2 separate regions of the Mus musculus genome follow, and region 1 is linked to region 2. The links are chromatin contacts, called in public HiChIP or PLAC-seq maps. All regions are on one chromosome and are shown on one strand. The core of a region is the stretch at or near the end of the contact, and the rest is flanking DNA. Distances in the headings are between cores, read along the strand shown. Region 1 holds the start of Diaph3 (diaphanous related formin 3). Region 2 overlaps Diaph3 (diaphanous related formin 3).

Evidence for each region. HiChIP or PLAC-seq counts read pairs in DNA pulled down with a chosen protein or histone mark.
Region 1: an H3K27ac HiChIP or PLAC-seq map of embryonic stem cells shows a contact between it and region 2, with 8 read pairs. The contact joins the promoter of Diaph3 here to the enhancer-like site in region 2. A contact is called at or near these places in 2 of 39 promoter capture datasets (embryonic stem cells and fetal liver), 1 of 15 datasets of contacts at CTCF or cohesin (CD8 T cells), 3 of 484 Hi-C or Micro-C datasets (Sertoli cells, astrocytes and pre-megakaryocyte-erythroid progenitors), 6 of 115 datasets of contacts at active chromatin or transcription factors (effector CD8 T cells, embryonic stem cells, extraembryonic endoderm stem cells and 1 more) and 1 of 9 other capture datasets (embryonic stem cells).

The regions. Positions count from the first base shown.
Region 1 is chr14:87,138,759-87,143,697 of GRCm38.p6, reverse strand. It overlaps Diaph3 (diaphanous related formin 3), which reads left to right and starts at 2,474. Exons shown (of 28, transcript NM_019670.2): 1 at 2,474-2,700. The coding sequence starts at 2,584.
Region 2 is chr14:87,085,509-87,090,205 of GRCm38.p6, reverse strand. All of the region lies in intron 3 of Diaph3 (diaphanous related formin 3), which reads left to right. Among named protein-coding and RNA genes, the nearest start is that of Diaph3, 53 kb to the left of the region's middle. Within about 2 kb of position 1,620, at least 24 of the 459 cell types and tissues checked have an H3K27ac peak or open chromatin away from gene starts, as enhancers often do. A contact at or near this core is called in Sertoli cells, embryonic stem cells and extraembryonic endoderm stem cells, where this site is marked.

The DNA of each region.
Region 1 (4,939 bases), core at 1,225-3,724, 53 kb before region 2:
TCAACCCTTCCTCTTTGACCTGACCGAGAAGAGACCCAGTCTGCTCTTCAGGCTTCACTTTTGCTTTCTTTAGCCCTTTCCTGCTGATGAAACCACAGTTGTTGCTCAGCGCAGTGGAACAGTCCTTGTCATTGATAGGATGAAGGGTATTTTTCTACAATTGAAAATATAGGGGCCGGAGCGAGTGGGGCCGGAGCAAGAGGAAGAAGGGAAGGGGGTGGAGGAATAAGAAAAAAAGAAAAAGAAAAAAAGAAAAGAAAGAAAAAGAAAATATAATGCAATTACTGTTTTCTTTTTTTCTTTTTTTGGTTTTCAAGACAGGGTTTCTCTGTATAGCCCTGGAACTCACTCTGTAGACCAGGCTGGCCTCGAACTCAGAAATCTGCCTGCCTCTGCCTCCCAAGTGCTGGGATTAAAGGCGTGCCACGCCACCATGTCTGGCTGCAATTACTTTTTAAAAGCAAATTTGTTTGGATTTTGTCTTTCGACATTGTCCATTCCTCATTCTGAGAATCTGCCATGCTGTTAGTTATAGCTTCACGCTATCATGCTCCTAGGAAACATCAAGATATCCTGGGCATTAAACTGCTCCCACTTCAAGACAGCACCCAGTCCTGGCCATTCCTCCTAATAGTATTCTGTGAGGTTTTCCTCAAATCACCCCGGCAAAATGCAGATCTTTCAAGTGATTTGTAGCATCATCTTCTAAGAGCCTCGTGGTTCATCACAGCGATGTTCACATGTTTTGTAATAAATCTAAATTGTCCCAACTATAGGTCTGTCTGTCTCTTGGTTGTCTTTGGCTGCATTGCACCGATAGGTCTGTGTGCTTTCTGTATGTTGTCTCACGTAAGCTGAAGCATTCCTATTTGAAGTGTTTGTTGATGGAGAAGCAAAGGAAGTCACACATCACCTCCAACACCACGCAGCTACCAAATGGTAAGAATGGAAGCTTCATCTTCCTTGTCCATCGTGACAGAGCCAGGTACTTCTTCCGGTGACCTTGGTAATCTCTTGGAATCTGCCTTTAGTATATGCTCACTGAAGATGAAAATCTGTGTGACAATAATAAAAACTCACATTATAACAAGAAAAGGAGCAAACAGTACCTGCAAGACCAGAACTAAACCTAAACCTCTAAAAGCTGTAGATGAAACCTTAGGTTCATTTTCTGAATCCCTGTGCTAGTCTCTGTGGAATACCTAGAACTATTTCTTGTACCAAAATCAATAGTTTATGTTTACTTGTCTTGGCTTGAATCACCTCCATAGTCAGAAGGTCAATATCTTTAAGGATGCACTTGGGAGATTCCTGGATTTCTTTATTTGTTCCTTTTCCTTGTGTAGCCACACTGAGTTGATCTCCAGAATTTTCTCTTCATTACTAATGTCTTTATTTGGCATATTGGGGATAGGTGCTTGCTTGCCTTGAACCCAGGTTCTGACCCTTTCCTCTACTTTATATTTAGGATTGCCACCTGAACTTAAAAACCTGTAGAATGGCTGTTATAATTTTACATTTTGTTTTGTGTCAATACCTGTGAAACACATTAAACTGTGAATTGTTTGGACCCTATTCCTTTTAATTTTTGGTTGACCCTGAGTACGCATTTAGGCTTTGAGGCATGCTGTAAGTGCTGAACAATGTGAACTGGAGTTCCAGAAAAAGCCGCACCTGTAGTAAAAATTCTACGCGCTTAATTGACAGGTTAGAATTCCAATGATTGTAGAGACATGGAATGCTGCCAATCCAGAGCCAAGTAATCTTGGCTCACGTAATTGCCATTCATCGCTGCGTTAGATCTAACATACCTACGACTATCACGTGACGCCTTTTGCTCTTCCTTAAAAGTCCACTAACTTCCACCAACCTCAAACAAGACTGTGCATCTCGTAGCACCTGTAGGTCTGTCCTAATGTCTTTGAAATGACTTTCTTCCGTGCTTCAACCGATGTTCACACCACCTGGCTGCGGTCACTCATTTCTGGTTCTAGAATGAACTCTATTCTCTCTGAGACGACAGCAGTATTTTTATATAAACGGTAATCAAAAAATGGTAAACATCTCTTCTAAGAGGCATGGGCGCTGGCAAGTAGTAGAAGTATTTTTCCTAGACCCTGAGATCTCCAGAGACTACTCAAAGGGCTTATCAGTTGCTTTCGTATTCAGTGCTGCTGAAACAGTACTGAGAGAGGTTCCCTGCGGCTCAGATTTTTCAAGAACCTACTCTGAAAGTCCAAGGGAAGCCTTGTTAGAGACTCTCTTTAGCTCAACCTTCCTTCCAAACCCGTTCCTTACTATGTACCATCTGGCAAGCAGCCTGCATAGCCAGAGGGCGAGAAGCGCGATGGACAGGCCGAAGGGCCAATCAGGCCCAGGCTTTGGCATCCCCGGAAAAGGCGGGGCCCTTGCGTCACAGGTTCCGCGGCGCGGGATTGGCTGACCGGGCTGCTTGTGGTGGCGGGAGATTTCAGATAGATTGGCCCAGCCGTGTGCAGCGGTTAATGCGCAGTGGGCGTGGGACCGGGAAGTTGAGCCCGCGGAGCAAAGCCCCAGATCAGGTCGCGACCTAGACCCGGGAAGATGGAGAGGCACCGGGCGCGCGCTCTCGGCCGGGACAGCAAGTCGTCGCGGAGGAAGGGCTTGCAGTCCGCGCCGCCCGCTGGCCCCTACGAGCCCGGGGAGAAGCGACCCAAGTTGGTAAGTGTGGGCCAGAGCCACAACGTGCGGCGACTCCCGCGGCCTACAACTCCCTGTCCCCCAGGTGACATCCCCGGGAGCTGGGAGCTAGGTTTGTTTCAGAAGGCCTGAGCTGTTAATCCGCTTAGATCCCCAGTGACAAGGCGGGATTCGATTCCTTTCTGGGACGAATGCCCTGATGTCTGTGAAGCCTGGCAGTTCTTTGGGCGTATCTGAAAAACAGTTCAAATGGCTGTGTACTGACGTCATCAAGGCGGATTCTGCATTTTAAAAGAAAGTTAAAATTTACCCCATCCCTTTAGTAGAACAGTCAGTCAGACAGAAAGTGAACTTCTAGCTGATAGCCCTCCCTCCCCCGTCTAATATTTTAATTCAACAAGAACCTTTTAAGGTGGACGTATTTTTACAAGTTGAGGCAACTCGTTTTCAAACTTGGCGGGTTGTGTAGTCACTGCTAAAGAATGTCATGTTTAGCTTGGAAGGAGTCTTCAAGTATCTGAAACTCGTTAATCGGGTTGGCTTTGCGTTCTTAAAGCTTAAGGAAGAGCTATGATTAGCACCTGGTAAGCTTTTAGTTAGTGTCAGCTGGAAGGAAACTAGGTAATGAGGATGATTTCATTCAGATTGTCTGATTGTGTGGGTTGGTAGGTTTTGGTATTAGTCCAAGAGAATTGCAGAGTTAACACTGACTGTTAGTTTTCCTTAGAAGTATGGGGAAATTATTTTTATGTATTGATAGGAACAGGCTTTGCCCTTTCTTGTCAAATACAATTTCAGGAATTTATACCATGATTATATCCAAAATAATAGATTGTGGATCAATCGCTAAGTGTAATATTTACTTGTAATTGAATAAAGCTGAGAGCAGAGACATGTTGAGATAAGTGGGGGTTGATTATGCAGAATTGAGCATCAAAATAACACGAGGATAGGAGAGAGTTAACCTGGTCATGATAGATTCTGTCCACTCTGAGAGGGATCCATGAGATGCTGCCTCCTCCTCCTCCTCCTCTTCCTCCTCTTCTTCTTCTTTAAAGATTTATTTATTATTTTTATGTAAGTACACCGTAGCTGTCTTCAGACACACCGGGAGGGGGTGTCAGATGTCATTATGGATGGTTGTGAGCCACCAAGTGACTGGGATTTGAACTCAGGACCTTCGGAAGAGTAGTCCGTGCTCTTAACCGCTGTACCATCTCACCAGCCCCCATCTCCTCCTCCTCCTCCTCCTCCTCCTCCTCTTTCTTCTCCTCCTCTTTCTTCTCCTCCTCTTCCTCCTCCTCCTCCTCTTCCTCCTCCTCCTCCTCTTCCTCTTCTTCTTTTTCTTTCTTTCTTTTTTTTTTTTTTTTTTTTTTTTTGGCTTTTTGAGACAGGGTTTCTCTGTATAGCCCTGCCTGTTCTGGAACTCATTTTGTAGATCATGCTGGCCTCGAATTCAGAAATCCTCCTGCCTCTGCCTCCCTAGTGCTGGGATTAAAGGCGTGCGCCACCACGCCCGGCCCATCTCTTCTTTTTTATAATTGACTTTCTGGGTTAGTGCTCAGCACATGTCTTGGCTGCCACGGAAGTGTGATTTTCTGTAGTTTACAACATAGCGTTCTTGAATAAATATTTGATGTTACTGAAGGCTGATGATTGTGTTTTTTATTATTTCTCTGGTATGCCACAGTGCCCATACCATTTGCTAAAAGTCATGCTGAAATGAAGTCTAAAAGACAACATGCTGAAGTTCTAAGATGTTGAACTCTACAATGTTGAGTTCATGGGTGGGGCTTGATTTGAATCATGACTTCATAATTCATTTAGAAGTAATTTGGATTCTTGATGATCTCCACAGTTAGACTTTTACTTACATATTAATTTTATTATTGTAATTTTTAAATGTTTTGAGATTATAATATAATTACATCATTTTCCCTAGCCCCATTCCTCCCTTCAGCTCCTGCTGTGTGCCACCCCCTTTCTTAAATTTATGTCCTCTTTTTCTTTAGTTGTTGCTATGTATATATGTGTTTTTTTTTTTTTTTTCCCCCCGAGACAGGATTTCTCTGTATAGCCCTGGCTGTCCTGGAACTCACTCTGTAGACCAGGCTGGCCTTGAACTCAGAAATCCACCTGCCTCTGCCTCCTGAGTGCTGGGATTAAAGGCGTAAACCACCATGCCGGCATATGTGTATTTTTTTTTTTTTTCCTCGAGACAGGGTTTCTCTGTGTATCCCTGGCTGTCCTGGAACTCACT
Region 2 (4,697 bases), core at 371-2,870:
ATTATAAAAGGATATTCTAAATACTTCTGAGGTGCTGTGTGTATTTCCAAGTCAAGATTTATTCTATATATGTCTGTCCATTTGTCTGTCAGTTTTGGCAGCTTCATCCATTTTTCTAAATGGAAGTTATTGCATTTGCTCATCAGTTAATGGTCTATCGTGTGTATGAAATTTGGATACTATTAATAGCGCTTCTACAGTTGTTCAGCAGAAGTGTTGGATTTGTACTACACTGTCTTACTTTCTATTTATCGCAAGTATTTGATTTAGTGTGAACACCTAGAGTCTCAGAAGACCCTGGAAAGAATAAAAGCCCAGTTTGTTTTCATAGGATTTTTAGTAAGTACTAGTGATTCTAAATATACTTTTAATGTTGTGTAAAATCTAGACTTGGGAAGCGGATCTGCTCTTATACCAGCTCTTAATTAAGTGTTACTTTTGTTTTTGTTTTTTGCCTACAATTTGGAACTCCTTCCCTGTTGACTCCATGAGCTGCTATAATCTCCACCAAGGACAAAAGAAAAGCTTTTTGCTGGCCTTTGCCACCAGTCTTGAGGCTTGTGTGAAGGTAGCTCTCTTCAGTATCACCTTGGCAGACTTGCGATGGCAGAGAGACCTTTCTTTTCATGCTCTGAACATGTACGTTAATTACCTCTGGAACTTTGGAATGGTACTATTTTGGCTCTTCTAACTACACTAAAATATTCTTATAGTTGTGAGTACCATCTGAGTACACAGAGAAAGCAGCCCATTGCTGTTAAACATTATAAAGAACACAGTTTATGATCACAAGTAGTTAGTTAAAAGGACAGCCATCCAAGAAATAGTGAATGTAGGCTATACTATACTTTTGGGGACTGCTGCCATTGCTTTTAGATTCAGGGAAGTATGTGCAGTTCAGTTGGAGCTGGACAATTTGAAGTAATTATAGATACTTGGTGATCTGGGCCAGATCACTTATTTAATCCGAGGCACGTCAATCAAACATATGTTTTATTTAGCAGAAGTTGAATGGAAGTGTTTCTTTGCTGGGCTGTTAAATATTTGAGGGGTGAGTCATTCCTAAGTTGTTGTTCAAACAACAGAACAGATTCTTTCCCCGGCTCTGAATCCTTGGTTCTATTAGAATATCTTGAATACAACCTGCTCTTGTCTCCGAAGCTGAAAGCTGAAGTCACTGAGGAAGTGTGTCTTGCCTTTAAGTGTGAGTTAGAGACATTTTTTCTGGGCACCATTATTTCATTACACTGAACTGTCAGTGTTCTCAGTCACACAGCACTGTCAAAGAAAGAGGGTCTTTCCAAAATGTAATCAGGGTCTAAAACAGCGGGGAGGTCCCACCTTGAGAAGACCCTCAAACAGCTGTGCAGAAGCGTATTTATTGATTGGTACACAAATATTGTTTTTTTGGGTAAAACAAGCTCTTCAGTACAAAGCCTCCATCTAATCTATACGTTTCGTGAAGGAAACCAGTATGCTCCTGCCTTTCTGTTTTCCATGCTCTACAACACAAGGGTGTGGCAGTGCTGTCCTGCAATCAAAGTCAGGCAAAGGCTGCAAAGCTCCTTTTTCCGCAATGATTTCTTCAAGGTCAAAGAACTTGTAGAAAACAATTAGTCATTCTAATGTCTACCCTGGAGACGGTGAGAAACAGCTCTGTCCTTCTAGTATTTACCCTAGATACAGTGACTACTAGAATTTCATGCTACTGGACTTGATCAGTAGTATTCTAAAATATAGATTTGTATATATTCTTTATTCTTTGTGACTATCAAATATGTGTACAGTGCCTAAGATGCATACACACACACACACCACACACACACACAACACACACACACACACAATTTATATTTTATAACAACTATCTAGTGTATTTGTTATTCATTGGAATCTGAGAATGGTTAAGCTACTAAGAGCTTAAAAAAATACCCTTTTTCCTGGCAGTCAGTTGTCAAACAACTCCTCACTTAAGGGTGGGGCTCCTGGGCCTCTCCTTCCTCTATCCTGGAATGGAATGTCTCAATCCTGTAGAGCTCTTGTACAGGCAGCCACAGCAACTTAGAGTTGAGGCTTGCATTGTTCCTTTCCAGTCCAGAAGACACTGTTGTCTAGATGCTCCCAGCCGTCAGACCCATAGGATTGTTCTCAGTCCTGAGCCTTGGGTGGAGGAAGGAGAGAAAGATAAAAGGGCACAGCTGAGCAGAACTTTTTATTAACAACAACAACAACAACAACAACAACAACAACAACAACAACAACATGCTCCTGACAGAAACATTTAGAAATCAGCTATTAACCTTTTGGCATTTGTGCTTGTAAAGGTTTCATCACATTTAAAATTTATATGTAAGGTCTTGTGTCACAATTGTGCAGTTTTAAAAACAATTATTCCTATTTACCAATTATGTAAAGTATTTAATTTGTACATGAAGTAGCAACTTTATTTTGAAGAACACTTGTTTTTCTTCCTTAAGATAGTCCTCTGAAATATTACTGACTTGATTATTTAATGAATGCAAAATATAGTGTAATACTTCAACTTTTTATTTTTGCTTAGAGAATTGATTTTCTTGGTCTCATAATGGTCTAGTTTCTAAAACAGTGATGAATTTCTAGTTATACATGTAAAATGTTATGTTTATTTAATGGTGTACACATATGTGTGTGGGTGATCATACCACAGTGCATGTCTAAAGGTCAGGAGACAACTTGCAGGACTCGGTTCTCCTTCCACCATGTGAATCATTGGCATCAAACTCAGGTTGCTAGGCTTGGTGGGAAACACCCTTATTTGCTTAGCCATCTCACCCACCCTCATCTAAACTTCCTAATGAAAGACCCACATGTTAGGACTCCCCCATGTTCTGACTCAGGAGAGGCGACACCCCAAAATCACCCACAAGAAACGGTCTTGCTGCAAAATGCAAGAGGATTTTTATTCAAGAGCGCTCTCGAGCCCACGGTCATACACCACGCGGGGGTAGAGGACCATGGCGCCCTGAGTAGCTGGGTAAGAGGGTATTTAAAGGAAGAAACCACAACTCAAAGAAGTGGGGAGGGCATTGTTGGAAAATACCAAAGATACTAGTTAAGAGTCACAAGGAAGTGCAAAGTCACAACTGTCACGAGGAATACCTGGTAATTGTGAGGGTTATTTCTCAAGACAGTTTCTAAGAGCCGCTAACAATAGCACATTTGCATAGCGGGTTCCAGCAATGGTCAGGGTGGGTCAGGGTGACTTTCTTTGAATGAATACTCCTTGAACCCAGCAAGTGGGTGGGTGGAGGGATGTCGCTATCTGTTTTATGATTAGCATACCTGTACTGGCTAGTTTTGTGTCAACTTGACACAGCTGGAATTATCACAGAGAAAGGAGCTTCAGTTGAGGAAATGCCTCCATAAGATCCAACTGTAAGGCATTTTCTCAATTAGTGATCAAGGGGGAAAGGCCCCTTGTGGGTAGGACCATCTCTGGGCTGGTAGTCTTGGGTTTTATAAGAGAGCAGGCTGAGCAAGCCAGAAAAGAACATCCCTCCATGGCCTCTGCATCAGCTCCTGCTTTCTGACCTGCTTGAGTTCCAGTCCTGCATCCTTTGGTGATCAACAGCAGCATGGAAGTGTAAGCCGAATAAACCCTTTCCTCCCCAACTTGCTTCTTGGTCATGATGTTTGTGCAGGAATAGAAACCCTGACTAAGACAATACCTTTGAGCATTGAGTCACAGAGGCCACATTCCCAAGCCTGGGCCTAAAGGCCTAGAATTTTGTTTTTACGTTTTACTTTTTCATTCCCCACTTCTACTTGTTAGTAGTTCTAATCTTAGAACTAGACACTATCTTCTCCCTGACACACTTGATCCTTTAGGACATGGTACTGGTGTCTCAAAACCAAAAGCCGCACTGCACTAATTTTTGTTCTAATAAAGGTGACTTGTCTATTTAACACACATGGACCTATAATTAAAAGCAGAAGCAAAATCAAAAGGGGTCCCATAAAGGTAGAAAGTAGGGTGGTCAAGAGTACAAGATAAGGGCCTTTCCACCGGAGTCTCAAGGTTTTCTGCGTGGAGACATCTAATGTAGCAGGTCTTCTTCTCTTGAGTAGGCCTTCTGGAGCTGCTTTTTCGCTCACTGTCTCACCCACTGGAGCACCTTGAGCCTAGAGAACAAAGGCTAGGAAAGCCGCATGTCAGCACCATGTAAAAAGGCTATTTTTACCAGTGGAGGGGGCCCCCTGTAGAGTAATTTATAGGAGGGTCAGTCTAAACTGTCCAGGGGTGTTTCTAACCCTGAAGAGCACAAAGGGTAGGAGAGCTATCCAATCAGCGCCAGTCTCCGCTGTCAATTTGGTAAGGGTCTCTTAATGGTTCTATTTATTTTCTCTACTTGTCCTGAGCTTTGGGGCCTGCATGCACAATGTAACTTCTAATTAATCCCCAATATCTTGGCCAGTCCCTGATTTACCTGGGCAACAAAGACAGGTCCATTATTGGACCCAATTACCTTGGGAAGATTTCTTTTAGAAATTCTACCTCGTCATAGCGCAGGCCTTGTAGCTTTTGACTATTTCTTCTGCCAAGTCAGAGAGTCCTGTAACATAGTAGTCAAAGGACCTAACCACACCTTTTAATTTCTTGGCCCCCAGGTTGGTCAAATAATGTCCATAACTTGATAGTGCTCAGGGGTGTATCTAAA